Linked DNA regions of Anas platyrhynchos: region 1 is linked to region 2. A link is a contact called in public Hi-C data. All regions are on one chromosome and are shown on one strand. Each heading gives the region's core, a stretch centred on a gene start, on an enhancer-like site or on the middle of the called end of the contact. The rest is flanking DNA. Distances are from core to core; before and after follow the strand shown. Region 1 overlaps ATXN1 (ataxin 1). Region 2 overlaps ATXN1 (ataxin 1).

Region 1 (6,252 bases), core at 1,576-4,075, 100 kb after region 2:
TACCCACTGAAGTAGGAAAAGCCTTGTAATTTGGGGGTTTTCCTGCATCATCAGGTTTTGCTGGAAACTCTCCGGAATAAGCCCAGGAGGCTCCTTCAAGCCCCAAACCTATCCATTCACATGCTTAACGTCAGGGACTTCAAGAAGTGAGCAGGATTTGGAAGTCAAACGCTTGCCCAGGCAAACCTGTAAGCCAAGGCAGCCAGTGGTACCGCTGCTAGCGCAGAGCAGCTCCCCCTCTCCCTGTATTTCCAGGAGCTAGGAGAAGAACAAATGGGCCTTCTACTGTTTGTGCTAATCACCTGTTAGTCACAGTAGTCTGAAAGGCAAACTGACACATCTACTCGTTTTGACTGTTTCCAGTATTTATAGTATCATTTCTCTAGGACTGTGAAGTAGCTGCCAATTATTACTCGAATCTGGCATGCAGAAGCTCATGTATATGAAAAAACATGATCAAACAATATGCAGCTCATTAAAGGAAGTTTATAACTCCGTTCCCTGCCCTAATACTCTGTTTTTATCTCCTGGAAATATTTACCACACCACCTGATTAGGCTGAGCTCCTTTATGTATTTTGAAAATACAAATTATGCCATCAGTCATCCGCAGTATGACAGCAAGCTCCCAATTACACAACTTCGGGAGCTCGCGCAGTGCACCACGGCAAGCACAACCCAGCCCCAAGTGCCGGCACCGTGCGGCCGGATTATCCCATTGCTACCCATCGAAAAAGAAATCTCAGGCAGTCAAACAGCTCACGCCCTGAAGAACAAAGCCGGGACCAGCTCTAGCCCTGTGGCCAGGGTGAAAGAAGCCACGTCTCTCTGTTTTACCTCCGCAGGCACGGAAAGAGGGCAGTGCTCGCAGTGCTGCTGGCACGCTTTCCTGTGAGTGCAACAATGCAACCTGAAGGCTCATTTCCCAGCGTCGGGGAACCTGTGCCAAGAAGTTATCGGACCCTAATCCTACGTTAAAACCTACCGTCATTCTTTCTCTTTCCTCCAGCTTGCTTTTAACGTGATGCTCCTCGCGAACGCTGAGGATTCAGTCCCACACATCTGCGCAGAAGCGCGCATCCAGGGTGTCAGTCCTGGCCTCCAGCAGCAGGATCCAACGCTTCTGGAGCGTGCTGGCTCAACGCAATTGACCCCACAGCCATCAGGAGGGGCCACGAGCTTAAGGACCTTGAGAAACCTACCCTTAAATATCTGCATTCTTCCTCATTTCTGCGTCTCATAGCGAACTTAAAAGCCCCTCCCCACGCAACACTGACAATAATACCCGTAGCGAACTAGCAGGCAGCGAAGAAATGCAGCTGCAACGTGTGAAATTCATGCTCAGGATTTAGGAAGAAGCTCTGATCTCATGCCTCTGCCACACCACAGTTACCCAGTCCCCCCAATGGTTAGCAGCTAGTTTCCTCTCCAGTGATGTGACATGCTATCTCGATTCACACGACACCGGATTCCCAAGGCTGCAACTCATTCAGAAAGCTAGCACAAACGCCACGTCCAATTTACGATCTAAGCGAGCCTTGAAAACACAGGCTTGTAACTGCAGGAGCCTCGTGCCAGGCTGCTCGTGGGGGGGAGAGCATCACCCGAGCGAGCCTCTCTGCCCTCAGAAGCCCCAGCCGATGCGCTCAGCGCGAGAGGCGCAGCACAGGTAGCCGCAGAGGACTGCTCCTCTGCATCTCCTCGTGATGTGGAAGGGAACAGCGATTGGTCCCCAGCAGATCTGCATGGCACCAGTGATCTATTTATACAGCTCCAGCGGGCTGAAACTCTGCCTAGAAACTGCAGCCATCTCTTCAGCTCTCACGCTGAAGAGGCTGGTTGTCTCCGATTCTGATTCCCATGGTGTTCCCTGCAAAAATGACAATTATTTTAATTTCGCGTGGGGGAGAGCTGCCGGCGTGCTTTGTACGTCTTTCTATACACCAGCTTCAAGATTTTACACCCGAAGGATTATCCACTTTGTCACCGGGTGTTAGATTCCACATCTGTGATTTATAACACGGCCACCCAAATTAGATCGAGGGTAGCACTCCTCTCTGTTCAGCCCAATTAGTCAGTAGGCACTGAGAGCTTCTCTTTTTTTTTTTCCTTAAACACATGAAATAATAAAACAACAAAAAAATGCCATTTAGAGTCATACTATATCCAACTGTCATTTGTAAGACTTTGCTGTATTATTAGTCAGAGCTTCTGGTGACAATGTAACCCACAAGACTGAAACTTGAGTGGTTTATACATGTCATCGGAGCCTTAGATAAAAATGCTGCCTTAGAAAGTGGGAGTATTTAATTTTTTATAATACTTTTGTACTAGTATAAAGTGTTCACTTAATTTACATCAGTGACTTCTTTTCTTAAGGTATTTGTATCTGTTTGATCTTTTACAAATATCTGGTTCTCTTCTTCAGATCTAATCATGCCGAGCACTTTGAAGACATTTTGCTGGGCTTATTAATTAGAATTCCTACAAACCTTTAGGGTTTGGGGTTTTCTTTTTCCTCTTTTTTTTTTTTTTTTTCCAAACCAGGGCACAGCACTCGCAAAAGCAAATTCGCACACCACCCTCTCCCCCCCCCCCCCCCCCAGCTCCAAGTCTCAAATTCATTTTATGAAGAGGCAGGGATTAGTTATGTTACTTGGTAACAGCTGCTCGGCGTAGTGGCTGGTATTAGGTCTCTGTACAAACTCCTGGCCGCGGACTGTAAAAGGAAAAGCGACAAATTCTCTGCTCCAGCAGAAAGGCTAAACCCCACCGAAAACCAGCTGTGAAGGAATGCGGTGACTCAAGGTCAACAGCCAGAGCTGCGGACACCACCGCCAGCCACACGGCGTTATTAATTACATACCAGGACCTGATTACTGACTTTTCTGGTACAGAGAAAGCTCACAAAAATGGAACGTTATCAGAGCATAACGCATTAAAAATGTGCTTGCTGGAATGAGAACTGGACGAATCAGTTGGTTTTACTGCAATTTTCTACCCATTCATACTGCTCCACTGCTGCTTCCCCATACTCATGGAGGCATGCATGCACACACAGGCACAGTTTTGGGAAGTGAAGGATGAAGAAATAGGTTTTATGAACAAACAAAGAAGTAGAAATTGAAGAACTGATTGATCAAACCAATTCCTGTTGTCTTCAGTGGAGCTTGACTATGGTCGAAGTCTTTTGTTGAATCAGGGTCCTCAAAACACAGCACTGCTCAACTTCTTTCATCTGATCAGGACTTCAGGTGAAATTAAACACTTAAAAGGGACTAAAGGTAGGCAAACGCTCAGGTTTAGCAGATGGAAACCTTGTAGGAATTCTACTAGTCAGGAAAAACCCCGTAGCGGCTTCGTAAATTTTCATCACCTCTAGCAGTTTTTGAATAATGCAGTGGCCTTTTTGGCAGCTTCATGAAGCTGTAATCTGCACAAGAAGTTCTACAATGTCTCAGCACTTCCTGGGGACTTTTAGCAGTAGGATAGTCTTGCAACACAAGCAGAGATTAATCATTTTCTAATGCATAGTAATAAATAATGTATCCCCCATAGTACATAAATTAAAGCTGTAATTCCATCCCGGTTCTGTGATGACACCAGAAGCCCAAGATGGAATTTCAGCCTCGTTATGACCAGTCAGGATACACATTATTCCTTAAATTATGTTCTGAGAGTTGATAATGAACTGAGAAGTTCTGAAGGCATTACCAAAAAGTAATAACGTGTAATTACAAGCAGAAAGCAGAATTATTAAGTCAGATATTGTTTGCAGATCTTGCTAAAGTAAGCAATAAATCTTATCCCTGAAATGCCCGCTCAGCATATTTCTGACAAGGCAGGCAAAGATCACTGCCACTATCAGAAGACTGCAAGTTCTCCTAGTGCCATACAGCAATGCCCCCGGCAGACACCAGTAGGAGACCACACGTTACAGATCAGGTACCAGCTGGATGCTGTACTCGAACCCTACACAGCATTTTATTCCCGAGTCAAACAAGCATCCCACAGGTACACAACGACAAGCACAAAATACCAAGAGGAAGTCACAAGAAGCCCCAAATCTGCATCCCTGTGTGACAAGAAACCTACCAAACAAGCAAAGTGCTTGTGATGCAAAGTGTTTTGTGTTCTTGATGATAATGTAGAAAACACAGTCTAAGTTCTTAAAAATTTTCATGAAGAACACAGTCCTGTATTTTTTTCTGCAGATCGTTTCTAAAAACCTTACAAAGACTCTGAAGACATCTTACAACTTGACAAACACTTTAGCAGAAGAAGTTTAGAAGTATGAAGACAGACAGACAAAACAATCATCTATCTAGAGTCAACTGCTGCATTCACCCTGCACTTTTGATACCAATTCCCATGATTTTTAGCAAATCCTGCAAGATTTCAAGTAGGTCTGGAGTCGGTTTTTTTTTTTTTTTCTGAGGAAAGAAGACAATAATCTTCTGACCATCTTATACAAACAAGGCATAAAACTTTACAGCATCTCCCACGGCTTGGAGTGGTTCCAGGTTCTGAACTTTTTTTCATGGTATTATTCACAAATTTGACCTTTTCTCCCAACCCTCACCGGCCTTGATAATGTGAGAATCTAAGTCACACTCACTCCCTCCTGCTCTCCCCCTTTAAATTGTTAGCTCACAGAATTGCAAGGAAAAGTAAAGAAGGAGAAGCCTAAAGATCATGATAAAACAGTCAAATGGAGTGGTGCAAGAAGTTGGTATTTTAAGAAGCTGAAAATGTTCAAGCCTAGAGTAACTGGTTTTGAATACCAGAGGCTTCCCCACAAGCCATGTATTACTTGTTCCTTACCTCTCAACTCTTCCCCTTTCCACTTCCTCCTTTTAATGTTACGTAAAGTGTTCAAACCTGGACACCTGGACTTATGTTCCCACATTCATACTGGAGCTCCTCACCAGGAATGGTCTAATAGTCAAGGGGCGGGTCACCTGGAAATAACTAGCAATTTGCTTGTTCTCTTTAAATCACATAGATAACCAGCAAAACTTAAAAACTAACTACTTGCATGCCTACAGCTGCATTTAAGGGCACACATCCTCCAAGAATCCATTCCCTCACCTTTTGCCTTTCATGGCTGTTCATACAAACAACAAAGGATCGAAAAATCATGAGAAAACATAATCAGGACAAAGAAAGCAAGACAATCAATGCCTAGAGCTCCTTGCCTCCATGATCTCTACACACAAAGCACATCATCACCTCTAAATAGCAACCTGAAACCTACTCAAGAGACTTACATAAGACATGACTCAAGAACTAAAGCAATGAATGTCAAAACACTCAAAGACACAGTACCCTCTGCTCCTAGTAGTAAAGGAATAGCTACTGGCAGCATACAAAGGAGATCTTTGCAATGGGGAAAAATAGCAGGAAAAACTTTCTTAGAGATTCAAAACCATCCCAACCAGCGAAGCTACACAGTAGTACAAAGCACGACTAGAAAATCTTCAACCAGATGCGGACTTGAAGGTTTCTTATGCCTTCACCAATTGATACGAGCTCCAGAAAAAGTAATGATAACCTAATACCCAATATATGCTTCCATCTGACTGCTACTGGGGGCTCAAGAAAGCAATGGTTTTCTCTGAGACCTCTTAGCTAGAAGGTTACATTGCCTGTGACAGACATGTGGTTCACAGGGAACAGCAGCCTAACGCAGAGACTAAAAGGTGACCCTGTAAATAAATGTCAGCTGCAAAATCGAATACCTTTCCCAGTCTGAGCTGAACAAACATTGCAGTATTGACAATGCAAGCAAAATGCTGAGAAGAAAAAAAAACGAAGTTTACAATGAAAAAAAAAAAAAGAGAAAAAAACACCCTAAGAAGTAGCTAAGAGGGAACGTGAGAGGGAAAGAGCACATGGTAAACTTAATGCTAGCGTAACTCTGACCGATTCAGGTTCTTCCCGTGCTCATCGCCGCACCATCTGTGCTTAAATAAAAATGGAAGGGTTCCCAATCACGTTTTCTTTCTCTGTGCAAATACCATTTTCACATTCATATATTTAAAGGACTATGCGACTTATTGATTCAGAAATTAATCTGAAATGATGCTTATACAATACACACCATATTGATTCATCGTTTCTGTCCAGCACACTGCTGAGGAATATCATCACTGCACTGGTCATAAGAATACACAGCAGAAATTGTTCATCAATTTCTTCCGACCTGGGACTTATGTTAAATGTCTTGCACTCTACAAAGGCATCATACACA
Region 2 (5,579 bases), core at 284-2,783:
TGCAGGTGGAAGCTACCTGCACTCATGGGGGGAGAGGAAACGAGAGCAAAGAAAAAAGGACAGAGCTAATCCGAAATGTCTCAACAAACTTATTACAGCTAGATTGAATTTGTAAGCAGGTTATTATATTAATTATTTACGGTCTTGCCTTAAGAGGAGGAAGGTTTTTGTGTGGGTATGCACATTTGGATTTTTTATACATTTGTAACTGCTGATATAAAAGAATTTTGTTCTCTGCCTTAGAAGAAAGGAGCTGAATCTGCCTTCATTTACACTGATCTAACTCTTAAAATTCAACAGTTACATTGCTGTAAAATCACTATTATCGAGGGGAAGAGTATTCTAAAATTATCCTTTAGGCGGAGAGCACCAAGTCTGAAATGCTCAGGGCTTTCAACACTGTTTTATCAGCGCTGTGATCTCGGCATCGCTGGTAATTCAGCCGCCGAATGTATGAAAGGGAGCTTTGTGCTGGGTACGCACCAGGCCATGTAAGGCTTCCAGCTTCTCGACTGGCCAGCAGGGATGTTGCTCTTAGTAACACGGCAAGATTGATTAGGTACAATAAAAAAAAAAAAAAAGGCATTTAGGAAGGCAGCAGCAGAATAAAGTTCCTCCCCTGTGAAAGACGCTACCGTGCGAGTGAAAAATGCCAACTTGTCCAAGAAGGCAAAGTGATCAAATATTGCAGGGACTGAGCTAAAAGTACCTTCAGAGACCTGCCTGTAACGGGAAAATCCTCACCCTGGCCTGGCCCAGGAGGAACACAGTGTGATAGCTCTGGTGGGTCACGCACGGACCCGCAGGCCTGTGAAAGCCCCGGGAGCTCCTTCCCAGAGTGGAAGGAAGGGGCTGGGATGAGGCTTCTGTCGGCTGTCCCATCCCCAAAACCTCCGCAGCAGGTAAGGACTGCGCTCCAAACCTGATGCGGATCCAGGCCTGACTCCTGTGGATCTTCCTGAGTCCTCGCTGGATGGGGATGGCTTTTAGCTGCCCTCCTGCCAGACCTCATTGCTCCATGATGCTTGCATGGGGTTTGGATGAAATTTCAGGCTGGGTAACCCCTCTCTGCTCCTTGGGCTTTTCCCCTTCGTCTGTATTCCTCATCTACGTGCCTGTTTCTTAGCGCCGAGGGAGCTACCCGAGAATCCAGGCTGGAATTGCAGACACCAAGACAGGCAGATCAGACCAGCTTTCCTGCAGGTCCCCTCAGAGACGAGCCCAGCGCTGTGAAGTTTGCAGAGCTGCTTTAAATATCCTTCTGATTCCGAACACAGCTTGGCTCGGCGAGGTGGTATATACACATTACTCTGTATACTGCGGATGTGTGAACATATGTTTGATAGCTAGCTCCCTCTATTCCGACACACCAAGAACGAGCACACCCTTGTTCTTTTCAAACCTTGCTGCTGCTGCTGACTGCAGCAGTGCTTCCCTCTGCCCCCTGCTCCCCCAGGAAGGCTGGTCGCCAGCCAGCATGGGGAACTTGGCGGCTGGCTCCCGAGCAGAGCCACGATGCTGCGAGCATCAGCCAGAGGGGGCTGCGAGAGTGTGTGTTGTGCGCTGCTGCCTCCAAGGGCTGCGCCTGCCTACTGTGCTAGAGGCTTTTCTCGCTTGCGTAAATCATTTCTTGAAATAATAACGCTTAAAATAGTTCAGCAAGTCTCCAGGTTTCTCACTTTTTTTTTTTTTTTTAATGCCTGCAGAATTATGCATCCGGGATGGGATGCCCAGAGCGGCACGGCGGCTGATACCTGGTGTCTGCCACCGCGGGCAAGCGGATCCCGGGGACACCAAACTCACCGGGATGGGGTCGCGTGTTCGCTCGCCAAACCACCCTCGCCTCAGGTTGGCTCCGTCCTTCGGCGCTTTCTTATCCAACTGGGTGCTCGCAGCGAAGAAAGGGGCCAGACTTCTCGGGATAATGCATTTGACGGTGATAAAAATGTTTCCATGGAGCTTTACAGCAAAACAAGAATTGCTGCCCTTTATCTGATGTGCACACATTTCATACTTGCAATATGTCTAAAGTGATTTTATGACTAAATCCTGGGAAAAATGCAAAGAATGCTTGGCTAGAAGCATACTTTTCCAGTAAAAACACAACATGGCTTATTAACTGCGGCACTTGGAGGAGGCTATTCAACATGAAGTGCATTTTTTTAGCTCAAGACCGAAAACATGTGTTTGGCTATACGTTTTCTTTGGCTCCGGGCACCAATTTGACTGACTACATTAGAGGGGTCTCCGAGCCCTTTTAGCCCACGTTAGCTGCAGTACAAATGAAGTGGTATTCTGTTAAACATGCCCGGGTACTGCAGCTGAAGGCAAGGTTAAAACCTCCCGACTTTTTCGGAATATATTAAGCAGAAATAATGGCAACAAAAAGCCCCATTAGGTACCTCGTTAGGGTTTTTTGCAGTTGCCGATCCCGCAACCTTGTTATGGCAACACTTTCCCAAGTCACTGCAAGAAATGTTAATTGTGGTGATGGCGGGGTGGGGACGGCACACAATGAGCTGCAGGAGAAGTACTATTAGTGTTACCCTGAGAACAGATTCTGCCATTCCCATTCTATCTTTGAACGCTGGTGGGCGTAGGGTGATGTGACTCCGAATGATGTCAGATTACCCAGCCTACATTTTTCTTGGAAAGAAGCTCCTTCCTCCACTCCTCGAGCAGGAGGGCTTGGAAATACCGCGTTTAGGAGAGCCGAGCTGCATTGGGCTCCGAGGACGTCTCTGGAGTCTCTGCAACTGGACGAGGCAAAGGCGAGCGCTTCTCCAGTACCTGGAAACACCCGAGTATGCTCGCTTGGGCTTGTGAAGCTGTGAGAGCCGATAACAAGGGCTGGTTTTCTGGACTAATCCCCAGGAAGCAGGATTTCACTCCCCGGAGTGGGCTGGACTCCAGACAATCTCGGGCACATTTGTAAGCGGGTCATAATGTCACTCCTCTGCTCTCCCATTAAAATACTAATTGTGAAAGCTTTTGTCTCTAATCTGCATCTAACAAACCGGCAACGCTGCACAAAGGGGAAGAGTGAAACTCAGTCCAACACGCCTAAAGGGTACGCGATCTCCGTGGCATGCAGCTACTACACACGAAACTGCCCAAGATCGAGCTTGTCAGGAAACGCAATCAAATACTGGGTTTTGCTATGAACCAGCAGTGGGATTGCACTTCTCTGCTCCCCTCCACTGCACCATGAAAAGCTGTGCGATGGACTCGTGCCTAGGGTGCTGGGGCCAGCCCCGGGCACATGGGTCTGGGTTGGAAAGACTGCACTAGGCAGTAAAACCGTGCCAGGCAGTAACCCTGTGCGCTGCTAAATGCAAAGAGAGAGCAAATTTCCACCCCGACAGACAGACACACATTGCAGGACAGGTGGCCAAACCATGAGGATTAGTCAGCTTACGTATGAGCCAAAGACAAAATATTTGAAATCCCATTCAGGGGCACAACACACTCCCTCCTCTCACTTTTCCTAACCCCACCGCTAGCTCGTGGTTGCTGGCACTGGCTCTGCTGAGCTAGGTGGTGCTTCTCCTTTGGGGTCAGGAGGCTGTGGACTGTGCTCCAGTGTGAGAAAAGATGGGGTAGGATTTTTTCTGACTGCACTTTGTTGTGCTGTCTCAGCTGGGGAGGAAGAGAGATGCTGTCTGGTCCAGTTGAGCCCTCCACAACACACCAAGACATGGCCACTTCTCCCCTCTCTCCCGTATCAGGGAGCAGCTCCACTCAAAGCACAAGAAACCACCTGGCAGCAAACGCAGGACCAGTCCCAGAAAGCAAACCTACCCCAAACACTGCTTATTTCCTCTGCTGATAGACTCGTGCAGGACAGAGCGGGGGTGAACACCAATGATCACCTCCATGTGTGCAAAAATCACTTGCATGGTGCTGCTCTCCGCTTGAAACCATGTCAAGCAGGCTCCAGCAATGCAGAAAGGAGAGCAGAGATGTCAGAGCTAAAAGACTGGGCCTACATTAATCACTTCACCTCCAGCTTTTCCAACGCTGAAAAAAGCAGCCTCTCAAAGTGACAAAAGGAGCTGCACAAGCCATGTTGAGAAGCATTTGTTTCTTTCCTGGAAGGCTGTGCTCGCTCTAAGTACAGGATCTTTCTCTTGGTTAAGGCAAGCAAGGAAAAAATGCCACATCTGAAACCCAGAAGTTTTTACCGCTTTTAGTGTCTTTCCAATGTGCACTGAAGCTTTAAAAATTAACTCTGAAACTCTTTGAGAAATGGGAAAGAAATGAAAAATAATTTTTCAAGGTTGACAGTTCTTCCCGCACATGCACACCCTTTCGCAGCCACGGACACACACCTCACACGCGCTAACTTTTCTACCAGAAAAGTCGTGCACACAGAACGAGGCAAGAAGTTGGTCCCCAGGTTTGTGCACAAATCCCAGGAGAGCTTCTGGGAGGTGGCAGCACGGCAGAGAGGACAGAGCAGCCACGAGTATTCAGCTGTGCTGGGAAGTAAAGGACAACTCCTCAGCTCTTCTCACAGATCTGAATATTTAAACGCGAGGGGAAAGTAAGAGTAACACCCTCTCCTCTGAGGTGAGCCTGCTGGTAATTGCAGCCGTGTTACCGTGTGCAAGAGGAAAAAGACAGTCTGTGACACACTGAAACGTGTATTTTTGCTCATCACAAGACTGGCGCGTGGGGTTTTCCCTCCGCCGAATAACCCCACTCCTCGCCATCATCCCCTGGCTTCGTGCATTTCTGCCTGCTTCTCCTCTAGCCTTTCGGTGGCTGCTCTTTTCTCCTGACACACAGCCACTGCCGAGCCGTTTATATCTCCTCCGGGATGCTGGTCTCACACTTGGCACAGCTCACGAGTCCTCATCCGTGTCGGTGTCCCATTTACCTCCACCAGCACAAGCCCGGCTCGCTGATACGCCGTCCACAAATGTCAGGCCGAGCTCTGCGTTGCCTGTTGCTCACTTCCTCTGCCTCGCAAATCTGCATGGGAATCTGCAAGAGACTGTTCTGCTGACCTGTTGCACTTTTTCTGGTGCTTCTTAATTTTTCTGTGTTTACCCTGAGCTGCAAAACAGCCCTTTGCACATGACAGTCCATAGTGAAACACGGGCAGTTCTTCTCCAAGCACCTTCCCTGCTCCTTTATTCCTCTCTATTTTCAGCAACTTTCAGCTGAGAACAATGTCTGACTGACAGCTCTGAGTATTTCAGAGTATTTCAGGGAGGGGAGCCAAGCACAACTCCCTTCCTCTATTAAAAGCTCAGGCGAGCTCCATGCTGTAACAAACTGCATCCCCTTTCAGCCTGCGTTACTCACTGAAAAGTCCCCGTTCACCAAAACGATGCGTGGGGCAGGTACCAGACAAAAACCTGCCCACGCAAATCCCATCGAAGGACCAGGGCTCAAATCCCCGAGCTAGAGGGACGATTCGCACTGGTGAAGGGGGTGCTCTCCGTTTCCATACCTCTGCAGAGGATGAAGAGAAGGCAGCATGAGCATTTAGGCTTTGGCAAAGGAGCTGCAGGAAACACGAACACCTCTGCTGCTGACAAGAGCCTGGTGGAGCCCTCTGATCATCCTCG

The links. A called contact is a pair of places that touch in the nucleus more often than the background predicts.
Region 1: a contact with region 2 is called in a Hi-C map of F5 follicle, with 1.8 times the contacts expected there. The contact joins two enhancer-like sites. A contact is called at or near these places in 2 of 8 Hi-C or Micro-C datasets (F5 follicle and subcutaneous adipose tissue).

Annotation. Positions count from the first base shown.
Region 1 is chr2:107,019,399-107,025,650 of IASCAAS_PekinDuck_T2T, reverse strand. All of the region lies in intron 3 of ATXN1 (ataxin 1), which reads right to left. Among named protein-coding and RNA genes, the nearest start is that of ATXN1, 53 kb to the right of the region's middle. Within about 2 kb of position 2,825, at least 3 of the 8 cell types and tissues checked have an H3K27ac peak or open chromatin away from gene starts, as enhancers often do. A contact at or near this core is called in F5 follicle, where this site is marked.
Region 2 is chr2:107,121,860-107,127,438 of IASCAAS_PekinDuck_T2T, reverse strand. The region is part of intron 5 of ATXN1 (ataxin 1); the gene reads right to left. Among named protein-coding and RNA genes, the nearest start is that of GMPR, 81 kb to the left of the region's middle. Within about 2 kb of position 1,533, at least 3 of the 8 cell types and tissues checked have an H3K27ac peak or open chromatin away from gene starts, as enhancers often do. A contact at or near this core is called in F5 follicle, where this site is marked.